2 separate regions of the Sus scrofa genome follow, and region 1 is linked to region 2. A link is a contact called in public Hi-C data. All regions are on one chromosome and are shown on one strand. The core of a region is the stretch at or near the end of the contact, and the rest is flanking DNA. Distances in the headings are between cores, read along the strand shown.

The links. Hi-C and Micro-C count contacts between places; a contact is called where the count stands out from the background.
Region 1: a contact with region 2 is called in a Hi-C map of embryonic fibroblasts, with 3 times the contacts expected there. The contact joins two enhancer-like sites. A contact is called at or near these places in 1 of 5 promoter capture datasets (liver), 15 of 47 Hi-C or Micro-C datasets (adipocytes, embryonic fibroblasts, epiblast stem cells and 7 more) and 1 of 2 datasets of contacts at active chromatin or transcription factors (skeletal muscle).

Annotation. Positions count from the first base shown.
Region 1 is chr13:55,097,387-55,104,833 of Sscrofa11.1, forward strand. No RefSeq gene overlaps it. Among named protein-coding and RNA genes, the nearest start is that of PDZRN3, 200 kb to the left of the region's middle. Within about 2 kb of position 1,870, at least 19 of the 83 cell types and tissues checked have an H3K27ac peak or open chromatin away from gene starts, as enhancers often do. A contact at or near this core is called in embryonic fibroblasts, where this site is marked.
Region 2 is chr13:54,824,149-54,831,710 of Sscrofa11.1, forward strand. All of the region lies in intron 3 of PDZRN3 (E3 ubiquitin-protein ligase PDZRN3), which reads right to left. Among named protein-coding and RNA genes, the nearest start is that of PDZRN3, 77 kb to the right of the region's middle. Within about 2 kb of position 5,418, at least 4 of the 83 cell types and tissues checked have an H3K27ac peak or open chromatin away from gene starts, as enhancers often do. A contact at or near this core is called in embryonic fibroblasts, where this site is marked.

The DNA.
Region 1 (7,447 bases), core at 620-3,119, 270 kb after region 2:
ATAGAATGCAGAGAGTAGAATGGTGGTTTCCTGGAGCCAGGCAGACGGGAAGTGGAGAGTTGCAACTCACTGGTGTAAAGTTTCAGTTATGCAAGGTGGTGGAGTTCTAAAGAACTGCATTGTGCCGATAGTTGACAATACTGTATTGTACACTTTAAAATGGGTTCGGAAGGAAAAACTCATGGTAAATGTTTTTTTTTTTTTTTTTTTCACAACAACAAAAAAAAATGAGGGGCTGGTTACATCATTCATTCTTAAGGAAAGTGAAAATAAACCCCTTGGTAAAAGGACAGTGACTATCCTTCAGGCTCTGTGATACCCTAATCAGTTTTTGTGACATCATAATGGCAAAGGCCCTAACTACCCTTAGTCATGTGCTGTGTGTGTGTGTCAAGCTCTTTATGAGGCACTCAAGTGACATAGCTCATATAACTTCAAAATTGACCCTGTGAGGAGTTCCCGTCATGGTGCAACGAAAACAACTTCAACTAGTATCCATGACGATTCGGATTCAGTGCTTAGCCTTGTTCAGTGGATTAAGGATCCAGCATTGCTGTGAGCTGTGGTGGAGGTTGCAGATGTGGCTTGGACCTTGAGTTACTGTGACTGTGCTGCATCTCGGATTTGACCCCTAGCCTGGGAACTACCATATGCGGTGGGTGCAGCCCTAAAAACCAAAAAAAAAAAAAAAAAAAAAAAGACCCTGTGAGGTAAACAATCAAAGGATGCAATCTCACCTTTTAACCTTTTACAGATGAGGAAGTGGAGGCTACCGGGAGTGTCAAGCCCTACGTCCATGTTCAGACTCTAAAGTGTGTTGTTTTAAAGCCAAAACCCCCCACTTTTCAAAACTGTGCCAGTTGTCTCATCAGTGCTAAAGCAAGTGTTTGCGGTTGACCCCTGGCGCCTGTGCCCTTCTTTCAGCTTCCTAATTGGGATGATAAAGAGATAGAAATGAAGTATCAACTGGGAGAGCCTTTAGCTTGGCTAGGGCATTCTCACATGGAAAGTATGAGGTGTTGTCACAGGAGTAATTGGCCACCTGGGAAGGAGAGGGAGAGCCATTTTGCTTATGAAAATCCAGCTGGGCTCTTGTGGATTCTCTTCGTAACTCTTTACGAGGAAGTGTCTTGGGTACGTTTTCTATTCCAAAAAGACTGCTGCTAAAATGATGTGGGTTAGGAATGTGACAGAGCTCTGGCCCCGGAGCATTTGGTATGGAAATAAACAGCAGGGCTGATTATCTCTATTCAAGCTTAAATAAAACCTTATGAAGAGCTCAGCTGGTCCCTCCCCCACCATCCCCACCTCATCTCTTAGGAAAGACCGATGAGTTTTGGAACATCTATTACGAGAGAGCTTTTCCTTTCCTCCTTCTTTCTCTCTTCTCCTGAAATGAGGCCCTTTACTCCCAGCTGAGAGCCGCGAATCAGCACCACCCTTCACTCTTTCCTAAAATGTCTAAAGGCTAAAGAAACCCCTAAAATATTTCCACCAGATCTCCTTCTCTTGAAATTTTAAAAGACTGCATTTTCAGAAATGTAATCAGAAAGAGTAGGATGCAACCGAGCTTTGTTCATTAAAGTGGTGTTTTGCAAGAGCCATTAGATGTCAAGTAAGTTTTATTTTTTAAAGTCTTCTCTCTGCTCCCACCTCCCTCCCCACCCCCAAGTCTTTTATCTTAGAACCAGGAAGTCACATTTTGCCAGCCAGCTATGAACTGTAACCACAAAAAGTTGGAGATTGGTTCAAAGCTCGGGACGCATGAGGCTTGAATATGTTTTAACCTTGGCAGAAGGGATCCCTTGCTCATTATGGGGGAATGTGCATCCGCGGGCTGATGGGGCAGCTGTGTTACTGGTGACACGGCTGATGGGTTGTTCTCACAGTCTGAGGACGGTGCGAGCAAAACAGCCTTGTTCTGGGAGGTACTGTCCAGGCTGGAAGGGGTTAGTTTTATTTTCCACTGGGACGTAGTTATGGAAAGAATCTGCCAGGATTCGCTCCCTTTCTCTGCTCTCTCTCTGAGCTCAGCCGTTAAGGGGAAGGTCCCCACTAGTTCTCTTCCACTGGGAAAGAAAAAGCTAAGCCGTCCTGAGCATTTGCTCTCACACTCAGAATCTAACAGGGGATTTTCTCTCCTTAGTTTCATCTCTTCCATTAACCTTCCTTGCCCCTCAGTTTTTCTGCTTCCCCGGAAGCAGCTCCAGTTCCCTGAGCATAACTTGTGTGGTGTGTTGTCTTCCTTAAAGACTTGCACATGATGGGACTCTTCAGAGGCCTTTCTCCTTCCTGAAATGGATGACTCCTTGAATATCATCTTTTGTGTCGAGGCTTCCATTAAAATGATCTGTCCCTCTAAATCTTCTTGGCCACCACTGCAAAGAGTTCATTGCTCTTTTCAATTTGTTTGTTTTACCTCCCTATTCTCATATTGATTTGTGAAAGCACTTTTGAAACGGATTATAAACTTCTATAAGTCTATTTAACTTTCCAGACCCATGTTGTCCAACAGAAATTTCTATAAGGTAGAAATGCTCTCTATGTACATTACATGATATGGTATACCTACTAGTCACATAAGGCTATCAAGCACTTAAAATGTGGCCAGTGCACTCCAGGAACTGAAGTTTTAATCTTACATAATTTTACTTAATATAAATATAAATAGCTGCCCATGGTTAGACAATGCCATATTGGACAGCACAGCCATAGACTATGAACTTCTTCAGGATAAAGTCAATGTAGTGCTCATTCCCTGGGCTTGACACAATGCCTGGTACATAGCAGGAGCTCAGTCAACATTTAGGGGACTCAACTATTGCATACACTTCTGATAATGATCCTATCAGGCTGATATTACTAACTCTAGTAATTTCGTCTCTAGATACATTAACAGAAATAAGACAAAAACAAAATGTGTCTCAGAGGAGTTAAGGGATGGAGCCACGCTCTGAACCAAAATTTGTTTAAAATAAATCCCCCGTTCTTTCTGTTTCCATTGGCAGTGCTTTGGTACTTAGTAAATATGCATGTAAGTGGTTATATAAATGAGATGGACAGAAGCAACATTTTACAGAACAGTTAATTGTTTTTATACAGTAAGACATACAAAGACTTGCTTATATAAAAGCCGTAAAAAGAAAAAAGGAAAATGGCAGGTTGGCATGGTGTTTGTGCATCTTCAGCATTGCGCACATGTTTAAAGGACGTATTGGCTAAATGGATTGCTTTTAACAGGAGTGTTTCATAAAAGAGAGGTTAAAACAGCCAACAAGTTGGGCAGCTGGGAAGCAACTTGTGACTGTTAATTTTCAAAAGATAGCCTCAGAGTTTGGTAGCTGAAGATCAACATGGTGGAGGTAATGCTGCCATCTACTGGTCATCATTCACAGTTAACTGGTATTACAAAGCTTAAAAAAAAATTCAAGATGGATGGATGATGTTACTTATTCTTTTAATTTGTTATTACCTAACTCTACGCATTAAAAATAGTTTCAAAATTATTCTAAATTTGAATAAAAACAGTAGATATACTTCAAAATTTCCTTTATTTTTATTTTTTGCAAATAAATACAACTCCTCCTCCTCATGTAGCTGACTGCTTACTAAAATTTGACAATAGTTTTAATTGGCTTTTCTTTGGTTTGTGATCTATCTCCTGATGGGATGACACATAATCATGGACCCCCAACCAGGTAGAGAGTCTCTTCTTTTCTACATCCCATCTATTTCTAGATCAGTGTTGAAGGTTGCACCTGAAGATACATATACAGCTGGGCCAAACTATGGGATTTGGTGGTAGTGCAGAGTCAGATCCTCTCAATCTAAAGAAATCTTAAAGTAAATTCCAGTTATAATCAATGGGGGTGGATTAATCAATACTATTTGCCAACAAGCAGGACTCATACTGTCATCTTGATCAATCATAAGTGCCCAAGAGACCATATGGGGCATGAGATATTCTGAGTTGGACTCTCTGAAATGGGATATAATCTACAGCTGGTGATTTTCTATGAAGAATCACACTGCATACCCCTCTGTCCCTACATGTTCAGGCAGCTGGGAATAAGGGAAGCTATATGAGCCTTGTAAAGTAGATGAAGAAAGGAAAAGAAGAATTTCTACATTGGTTCAGGGCCAGATTGTTTATACATATATGAGCTTCAATGGACTTTGAGTGACCGATGGTTGAAAGTTCATCATGTGACCTTTCCCCTCCAGGATCCAGCTGCCCCAGTGGGTCATTGTTCAACCTTCTAGCATCTAATCAGTCTGTGCTCTAAGCAGCTCCTTGGATAAATCTTACTAGAAATGAATTACATTGACACTCATCCATTTGATTCACTGATCTACATATTCACTCAACAAACATTATTGGACATAAACTATTTTATATATTGCTAGGTACACAAAATATATTCATAAATGATAATTGATCCATTGGCCCATTTTGTATATACTGTATATTTTTTAAGAACTCTTACTGTGGGCCAGGTACAAAGTTAAACATTTTATAACTATTATATTTGTTTTTCATTTATTCAACAGTGTTCAACTAAGGGCCTCCTCTGTGTTAGGGGTTGTGCTGAGTGCATAATAAAATGGTTCACAAGACTGATACAGTTCCTGGCCTCACTGATATTGCTGCCTTTTGGGAAAGGCAGAGGAGTAAACAAGGAAACACGGAGTGTTTAACACCTGCAATTTATTTTAGCCACTTAGCACTTTACTTGATTTCTATACTGAGAAGCGTTTTATCGAGATGGAGTGAAGACCTCTTCCAGGTGTAAAAGTTGAAGAAACTGGGTATTTTTTCCTGGCATTCCTTGAAGCTGTGTCATAGGCATGTGAAATAAGTTGTGCCAATCAGACAAACCTTGCTAGACTTTGCATATGTTCTAGTGTCTCAAGGATGGGACAGGGCATATTATTTCTCTGATGGTGGCTGTGCTGGGGGTAGGATTTTACCACCAAAATCTCTCCAAATCATGGTTTTCACTATCTTTTCCCTACTGCCTGCTCTAAGCCACCTTCTCCAGCTTTCCCAGTGATGCTGAAGGCCTCATTCTTTTGAAAGTTACTTTTCTTTTTGTCCAGACTGAGTCACTTTCTACTGTGTGAAACCAGGTATCCAGATGAATCCCACTGTGATGTGGAAAAGACATGAATGTGGTGTCATCAGTGCACAGCACTCACTGCCTTCCTAGAGGAAGCCAAATTCACATTTACATTTAAAGACATACAGAGGGCCAGCGGCACATGGAAAGATACTCAACATCACTAATTATTAGGGAAATGCAAATCAAAACTTCAATGAGGTACTACCTCACACCATTCCGAATGACCATCATGACCATCATTAAAAAATCTACAAATACTGGAGACAGTGTAGAGAAAAGGGAACCATCCTACACTGTCAGTGGGAATGTAGAGTGGTGCAGCTACTACAGAACATAGTATGGAAGTTCCTCAAAAAATTAAAAATAGAGTTGCAAATTCAGCGATCCCATTCCTGAGCATCTATCTGGAGAAAACTATAATTTGAAAAAGATATATGCACCCCAGTGTTCATAGCAGCACTATTCACAGTAGCCAAGACATGGAAACAATCTAAATATCAATCGACAAATGAATGGATAAAGAAGTCATGGCATATAATGGAATATATTACATATAATGGAATATTACTCAGCCATAAAAAAGAATGAAATCATGCCCTTTGCACCAACACAGAAGGATATAGAGATAATCATACTAAGTGAAGTAAGTTATAAAGAGAAAGACAAATACCATATGATATTACTTATATGTGGAATCTAAAATAGGACACAAATGAACTTATCTAGGAAATAGAAACATACTCACAGACATAGAAAACAGATTGTGGTTGCCAAGGAGGAAGGAGGGTAGAAGAGAGATAGACTGGCAATTTGGGATTAGCAGACACAAAGTAGTATATATAGAATGGATAAACAACAAAGCGCTACTGTATAGCACAGGGAACAAGATTCAATATCCTGAGATAAACCACCATGGAAAAGAATATGAAAAGGGATATGTATATATCTATAAAACTGAGTCACTTTGTTGTACAGCAGAAATTAGTATAACATTGTAAATCAATTATACTTCAATAAAATAAATTATAAAAAAACACATTTGCATCTTAAATACAAGTAAGAATTAGCCAGTGTAAATGAGCTGGAGGAAGAGGCCAGAAAAAGAAAAACAAGCAGAGGAATGCATATTTGAAAATCCAAGGCAATTTTTTAAGGTAGGAACCCTCAGGATTCTTATATCCGGGAAAATTGAGGCTCAGGAAGAGCAAATCCAGGTCTGAATGAAGAGTTTAGCCACCATGGCTCTTTTCCAATCAAAGGCTAGAAATATATTTATTCCAGTGATTGCTGGTAGCATTTTTTTTAAACTTTTAATTTTTAAGGGTCCATACACAGAAAAATGTCCAACTGATAAATGTACAACTGAAATTATAGATCATTCACTTAACTACCACTGAGATCAAAGACTTAGAACACTGGGTACCTCAGCGGGCTCCCCCTAGCCCCTTCCAATCAATAGCCTTCCTTCGGCCCCAGAAGAGACTACTATGATTTCTAACACCATAGTAGTTGTTCATGTTTTTCGGCTTTGTATAAATAGAATAGTACCATATGTATTCTTTGGTGTTTGGCCTCCTTCCCTCAACATTAAGTTCCTAAGAGCCATGTATGTCATTTGCATTTCTGTATAGCATTAATTGCATAGATTTACTTATCTTTTATAGTTGATGGGCATTTTATTATTTTAACTTTATGACAATTACAAATCATGTTTGTCATTAAAGACATTCTTGTACATATTTTTTGTATGTGTGAATAAATTTGTTGGACATATACAAAAAGGTGGAATTGTAGGTCACAAAGTGTTATATATGTATAAAGTTACATATATGTATGTGTGTGTGTGTGTGTGTATATATAAAATTATATATATAACTTTAGTGGATAATACCAAATAGTTTTCCAAAACTGCTAAAGCAGTTTAAGTTCCCACCTGCAATTTATTAAAGTTCCAATTTCTCTATCCTCTGCCATACATCCTCTTTTTAACTTGAGACATTCTGGTAGGTGTAATTCTATCCCATTGTGATTTTAATTTGCATTTCCCTGATGACTAAAGATGTTGAGTAACTTTTCATATGTTTATTGGCCGTATCCCCGGTACTATTTATCAGATAGCCACTTGGCACATATTGCAGGGTTAAGCACCTTAAGGATGAATGCATATTATTTCCAAAGATAGTGCAGTCTTTTTAAAAAGAAAATTCTCCAAGTCATGGTTTTTGTTATTTCTCTTAAGATAGATACCCTCTAGATCTGTGAGGTTCTGTTCTTTCTCAGGAAGTGGCTCTCTTGGGGCAAACTTACCCTATGTAGAATTGGTT
Region 2 (7,562 bases), core at 4,168-6,667:
ACTGATATCTATCTCACTCCACATCAATTACAACAGACATCTCTCAAGGTGGGGCCTGGGTTTCCATCTCTGTGAAGTCCCCCAGCTGATTTAGGTCACACTCAAAATCAAAAATCAAAAATCACCACAGTAGGCATTTTAGTGACCCCAAAAACTTTATTATTGTGGATGAACTACTGCTTTCAAAAATCAAGGCACATTTACATACTGCAGCTGTCACTCAAATAGGTCTCTCTCTAATATGAAGTTTGGATGTTAGAGAGAAATAGACATGCCGGGGATCACTGCAAGGAGAGGAGAGATGGACAAATGATCAAGAAAATAAATGTCAGCCTCTGGGCCTGCATCAGAAACGATGTTGGGACAAGGGTTATATGAAAATAATGCTCCAAAGTGCCCCTGCTCTGCGAAGCAGAATGTTACAGAATGTTCTTTTGAATATTTATAATGAGAGACTCAGAAAGAAAACTAGTTAAGGCTGAAGAGTACAGAAAACACTTCTAGATGCTCTCAAAGACCTAGTTTCTTTTTTTGTCACCATCCCAATTTATGTTTCTTGGTGTTTTTTTGTTTGTTTGTTTATGTTTTATTTATTGTTTTTCTTTTTAGGGCTGCACTTGCAGCATATGGAAGTTTCCAGCTAGGGGTCAAATCAGAGTTGCAGCTGCAAGCCTAAGCCACAGCCACAGCAAAGCAGGATCCAAGCCACATCTGTGACCTACACCACAGCTTGTGGCAATGCTAGATCCTTAACCCACTGTGCGAGGCCAGGGATGAAAACTGCATCCCCAGGAAGACAATGTCAGGTCCTTAACCCACTGAGCTCACAACAGGAACTCCCCAAATCATGTTAACAGTGATAACTGATAATGTCATTTACTTAAGTTCAAGTGCAAGGAGGACCTGGGACCAGGTCGCTAGTCAGACATCACTGTGTTTGTGTGTGCAGGGGTTCCATCCAGCTTCTGCTTCAAGGGAGAGTGGTTCTGGCTCAGGGTCTCAGGCAACTGAAAGCAGACCTGTCTCCAATCCCTTTCCTCATAGGCCTCGTGGGGCAGGTATCCAACTGTAATATCTGAAACATGACCCATGTGGGCCACAGCCCAGGAAAGCAAGGCTCTGGTCTGGCTCGGCTTCCTCATCTGGAAACTGGGATGTCACCTACATCCCAGTGCCTTCAAAGGAGATCATACTTGGGAAGCCCTGCTCTACAATCAAGTTATTATCATTAAATTTTAAGTATGTACTTCTATGTAACAGCTCCTTCCCTTATTTCCCAAATTGCTCTTCACCAGGGCCCCCAAGTTCCATACTGAATACCCTACTCCAATAAATATATTCTCTGTTCCTAGGCTGCAGACAGTAAATTTGCTACTATGTGCTCTTCAATTTCAGTGTAGTTTATGTTCACCTCAATGTGACAGTTCACAAGGATGAGAAAGAGTAAAGCAGTGCACTTGGAACACAGACTCTGAGGTCACACCAACAGGGCCCACACTGGCCACTCCACTTGCAAGCTCTGTAGCTTCAGTAAGGATCACTTTGAATTGAAGTCTCAGTTTCTGCATATGCAAGTGGAGATAGTAATAGTACCCATTTGAGGGTTAACTATAAGGAATGAATGGAGGAATCTTTTTTCATATCTGATTTGTAATCTATGAAAACATCTGTCTTAATTCCAGAATTAGTCTTTAAAATAAATTAGGAGTTTAGGACGGGATTAAGATGGCAGAATAGAAGGACTGGAGCTCAACTTCTCTCCTAAAAACAACAAAATTCACAACTAAAGACTGAGCACACTTCACCAAAATGGACCAGAACCTTAAAAAAGATACCCTACTCCAGAAGAAAAAGAGGAGGCCACATCAAGAGGTAGGAAGGGCGATTTCACGATATAAACAACTCCATACCTCCTGGGTGGGAAGCTCCACAGACTGGAAACTAACTGGTTCACAGAGACTCACCTACAGGAGTGACAGTTCTGAGCCCCACATCAAACCCTCACGTGTGGGGATCTGGCATAGGGAGAAAGAGCCCTGGAGCATCTGGCATTGAAGGTCAGTGGGGCTTGTGTACTGGAGCTCCACAGGACTGGGGGAAACGGAGACCCCATTCTTACAAGGCACACACAGATTTTCACGTGCACTGGGTCCCAGGGCAAAGCAAAGTCTCCAAGGGAATCTGGGTCAAACCTGACTGCAGTTCGTGGAGGACATCCTGGGAAAACAGGGGTGAATGTGGCTTGTTGTGAGGGAAGGACATTGAAAGCAAAGCTCTCAGGAACATTCAGCAGCAGTGCCTTTCTCTGGAGGTGGCCATTTTTGGGAAAATCTGGCCCTACCCGTCAGTCAGTGCTGAGAAGCCCCAGGCCAAACAACAATCCAGGTGGGATCACAGCCCCACCCCTCAGTAAACAGGCTGTCTAAAGACCCCCTCAGGCACACAGCTGCCTCTAATCCCATCCAGAGACTAAGCCCCACCCACAGAGGGAGTAGAATCAGCTCCTTCTACCAGTGGGCAGGCATCAGCCCCTCCCATCAGGAAGCCTACAGCAAGCCCCCATACTGACTTCAGCCACAAGGGGGGCAGACATCAGAAGTAAGAGAGGCTACAACTCTATTATCTGTAAGAAGGTCACCACACCAAAAACCTATAAAAATGTAAAGACAGAGGACTATAACTCAGATGAGGGAGAAAGGAAAAACCCCAGAAAAACAGCTAAGCCATGAGGAGATTCTCAGACTCCAGGAAAAAGACTTTAGATTGTTGATGCTGAAGATGATGCAAGACATTGGAAATAAACTGGAGGCAAAGATGGATAACTTACAGGAAACAGTGAACAAAGAGATACAAGATATAAAACTTAAACAAGAAGAGATGCAAAATACAATAACTGAAATAAAAAATTCGCTAGAAGCAGCTAACAGCAGAATACAGGAGGCAGAAGAACGAATAAGCGAGGTGGAGGACAGATTAGTGGAAATTACGGATGCAGAACAGAAAAGAGAAAAAAGATTGAAAACAAATGAAGAGAGTCTCAGAGAACTCTGGGACAATGTGAAACGCACCAACATCCATATTATAGGGGTGCCAAAGGAGAAGAGAGAGAGAAGGAGACAGAAAAAATATTTCAAGAGATAATAGCCGAAAACTTCCCTAACATGGGGAAGGAATCACTCACTCAAATCCAGGAAGCACAACAAGTACCATATAAAATAAATTAGGAGTTTAGGATTAACATACACACACTATTACATCTAAAATAGGTAAACGAGAAGGACCTACTATATAGCCCAGGGAACTATACTCAATATATTGTAATAACCTATAAAATAAAATAATCTGAAAAAGAACATATATATTTGAATCACTTTGGTATACAAACTGGCAACATTGTAAATTAAACATACTTTAACTAAAAATACAAAGAGACAGCAAATCAGAAACCAACTTTAGAAGAGTCTTTATATATCTGGGGAGGGAAGGAATGGGATTAACCAGAGCTGGAAATTGGGTGAGAGCTTCCTCCACTGTATTTATCCCTTAAAAAACTTCCAAGATTTTATGGTAAACTGTCAAAAATTATTAGAATAAGCCCACAATGATGTTTTTAGTCACTCTTTGTAGAATTTGATGTATTTGAATACAATATCTGATTAAAAATAAATTTAAGGGAAGCAAGCAAAAGATAAAAGCATGCACAAAATCTTTAGATGTGATCACTCTTACAAAAAAAATACCACTCAAATTATTCAGAAATTATATTTTTAGTTATTTTCCAAAATTATGGTTTTGCCAATGTTCAGTTTAGGGTTAATTATGTCACTTCTATTGCGCCTAGGTAAGGAAATGTGTATGTGTTTTTAGAGACAGATACTGAAGGAGGGAGGGAGAGAAGAGGGAGGGAAAGAAGAAGGAGGCAAAGAAAAGCAACTGCTGCAAAAATCATGATCTGTGTTGGACGTTATGTTGCGGTTACAGTTGTTCTTAGAGTTATTCAGTGTTCCTTTGGCTACAACTGGAACTTACAGAATTATTTTTTCCTAATTCTCATCTTAGAAGCCTGCAGAGAAAATACTGAAAGTGGTAATGGAACAGACTCTGGGTACTACAGCCTTGAAGCAGTAGACCAGTAACCCTATTGTTGTACATTATTGTATTCTTTGTTTCACAGCAGCACAATGACCATTATCTTTCCCATGATGTACTAGGGAGGAATCGGGGGCCCAGAGAGGTTAGTAACTCACTTAAGGCCAATGGCTAGGAAGCAGCTGAGCTTAAATCCCCATCCCTGTCCCAGTGGCCCTGATGCCAGAGTCTCCCAGGCCCCCCCCTTCACAGCTGCTCCTTCCATGTGGACCATCCCCCCTACTTCAGCTCAGGGACAATCTCTGCCAAGGGCAACACTTCAGTCCCATGAAGCAATTCACTTCCTGATTTCCTTCTCAGTCTCTCATCTTCTCTGGACCTTGGTGTCTTTACCTAAACACAGCCTCTTGGAGTTCTTGGGGAATGAAAGGAGTCAATGTGTGCCTACCTATAAACCGACAAACCGCAGCACAGTCCCTGGATATAGGAAGTGCTAGGCCAATAACCACTATTATCCCTGTCATTAGGTACTAGTTACCACAGCAACTGCTCAACCACTCAGAACTTTCCCCTCATCAAGTGTCTTAATGACTAACTTTAGAGGATAATAACTGTAGCTAGATAGTAGGTTTAGGCAATTATCTCATTTATTCTTCATGATCCTATAAAATTAGGCTATTTTCTTCTCAGAGAAAACTATAAACTATAAAGAGCAGGTATCTTCAGTGTGGATGAGGTTTAGGTGTGTTTTTGTGAGTCCATGATAGTTTTCAAAAGGACAGTTCATTTCTTACCAAGTGAATTTTGCAGAAACTAGGAGAAACATTGTATTAAAAAAAAGCTAATGCTGGAGTTCCCACTGTGGTGCAACAGGACCGGCGGCATCTTGGGAACACTGGGATGCAGGTTCAATCTCTAGTCAGGCACAGTGGGTTAAGGATCTGGCATTGCCGCAGCTTCAGCTTAGGTTGAGATTAAAGCTTAGATCTGATTCCTGGTCTGGAATCTCCACATGCCGCAGGACAGCCGAAAACGAAAAAAAAAAATATATATATTGCTAAGACATCACTATTTGTGCTATGTAGCAAATTTGAACTAGATTGATCTCAGTGTATGCCTGGGAATATTTGTCCAGAGAAAATAGGTGCCACTTCTAGGGAGAAGTAGGATTGATAAACTGTTTGGAATTTGAAGGTACTCAGATACAGAATTTAAAAAACACCTCTTCAGAATTAAGGTAAATGTTTCTATTCATGGATAAACAGAGCACAGTCATCCAGAGCCCAGTTGCTCAGTGTGATGACTCAGGCATTCTTGGCAATGCAGCTCTCAGCAACTACAGGCTCTACTGCCTGCTCACACTGTGGGCTGGCTCTCCAGGGGCCAGGGAAGGACCAGGTGACCAGAGAGCCAATATTCCAAAGAGGCCAAACTAATACGTACAGTAGCATAATTAAGGGTTCAAGTAGAAGCTGCAGAGAGGAAAGCATTTTGAGAATGTAAATGGTAGTACAAAGATAACTGGCTTTCTTTAAAACATTATTTCATTTATTCTTCATGAGTGAAGGAAGGACTATTATCCCCATTTTACAAATGAGGTAGCTAAAGTCAGCAAAGCTAAGTATTTTAGGGCCAGCGTTTAAGCCATGCCCTCTAATTCCACAGCTCACATCTGGAAGCTTTCCAGGATATGATTTCAGAATACAGAAGAAGACATGTCAACACAGGTTAGAGTGGATGGGGGCAAAGGTGACACAGAAGAGACTCTTCAGCTCTGGCAAAGGATTGGCAGAACAAGGATTAATGAGGAGGGCAGTGCCAGGGTGAGGACAGATGCTGAAATATGCATGGCACATATATGACAAGGGAAACCATCCTGACCAGAATCTGTATGAGGGGTATAAGGAAAACAAAAGTGAGAAAGAGTGGGGTGGGGAGCATGAGACCTAAAACTGTATGCAAATGTCCCACCAGCAGCTGGAGATGCAATGCAGAGGCAAATGAAGGGCACCAGCAGAGAGCTGCTAGCTAAAGATTACATGTCACTTCGAGATTAAAGAAGAGAAGGTCAAAGCTTTGGTCTGAGTAATGGCCACCATTTAGGGCAGGAGAAAGAACCAGGGAACAAGAATATGTATTCTAATGGATTTATATATATCATAAGGTTCTAGTAAGAACCTTGGTTCTTTGTTATCTTGGTCAAATTAGAAGGGCTAAATTGGAGTTCTTTTTACTCAAATACAAAATGGGAATAATAAGCATACTTATCCCACATGATTGCTGTGAAGACTAAAACATACATACAAACACACTCCACTGATAAAAATCAAAACAACTCCTGGCACGTAGTAAGTACTGTCTAAGTGTCTGCTTATTGTTGTTACTATTGTTGTCATCAACACCATTATCATCATCATCCCTGTTCATATAAGCATGGTCTGTAGCACTGTATGCAGTAGGGAAAAATTATAAACAATCTTAGCATACATTCATAGAAAAATGGCTCTTCAATGGAATACCATGCAGTAGTTTAAAAAAACTAGAGTTCTCTATATCCCAACCTGGAAACGTCTTCAAGATATAAAATAACAGAAGTAAATAAGCCAGATTCCCTATCTATATTCACTAACTGTGACAAGGCAGTGACCTGACATCTGTCAAACATCTTAGTAAGTTCCCAGCAGAATGAGTCTTTGCAGACTCCTACAAGGTAGGGAGAGCAGTTTTCTATTGATGCGTTTAGCAGGGCAAGCATGTTGTGAGACCTAAGCTGAAGCCCTTAGTGGCAGGCAAAGAACCAGATTCCAACAAGCCTAACTGGCTGCCGCCTGCTTTAATCACCAGACAAAGCAGATAAGTTGCACAGGGATAGAAAAATTAAACATGTCTGTTTTTGCTTTTTAGAGGCAATTAGGGATTTATGGCCAAAGTGTTGTAATTTTTTGGATCAGAGCCAGGAATTTTTTTTTTTCTTTCAGGAAGATGATTATACCATAATCATTGACATTTTAAAGGAATATTTTAGAGCAACCACTTTATTCTCTTAGAACAAACACTAGTTACTAAAACCTAGCCATGTCCCTTGAGATAACAAAGAAATTTTTTTGAGTAGGAGGCCTTGAAGAAGCTCTTGGAAGGAGCACCTTTGTTCTCAGAGTAAAACAACAAAACAGCTGCAGTGGTTATCGAAAAGCAGAGCTAAACTCTGAATCCATAAACCCATAGGGAGAACTCTAATTTGTGGAGATTCCTACATTCCAGGATGTTTAGAAACAGTTCAACTATCTTAAGCAATTAAAATTTTCCTAGTGACATTTTGTAAAAACTATTGTTCTCCTTGGCATCCCCTTTCCTTATGAAAAATAGGGTTGTCTTCAGCCTTGCTCCAGCCTGATGACCTCTAATTCCACATTACTTCACTCTGAATCAATGCACATCTCAACGTCCTAAACATTGGAAAGATAAAAGAGTGA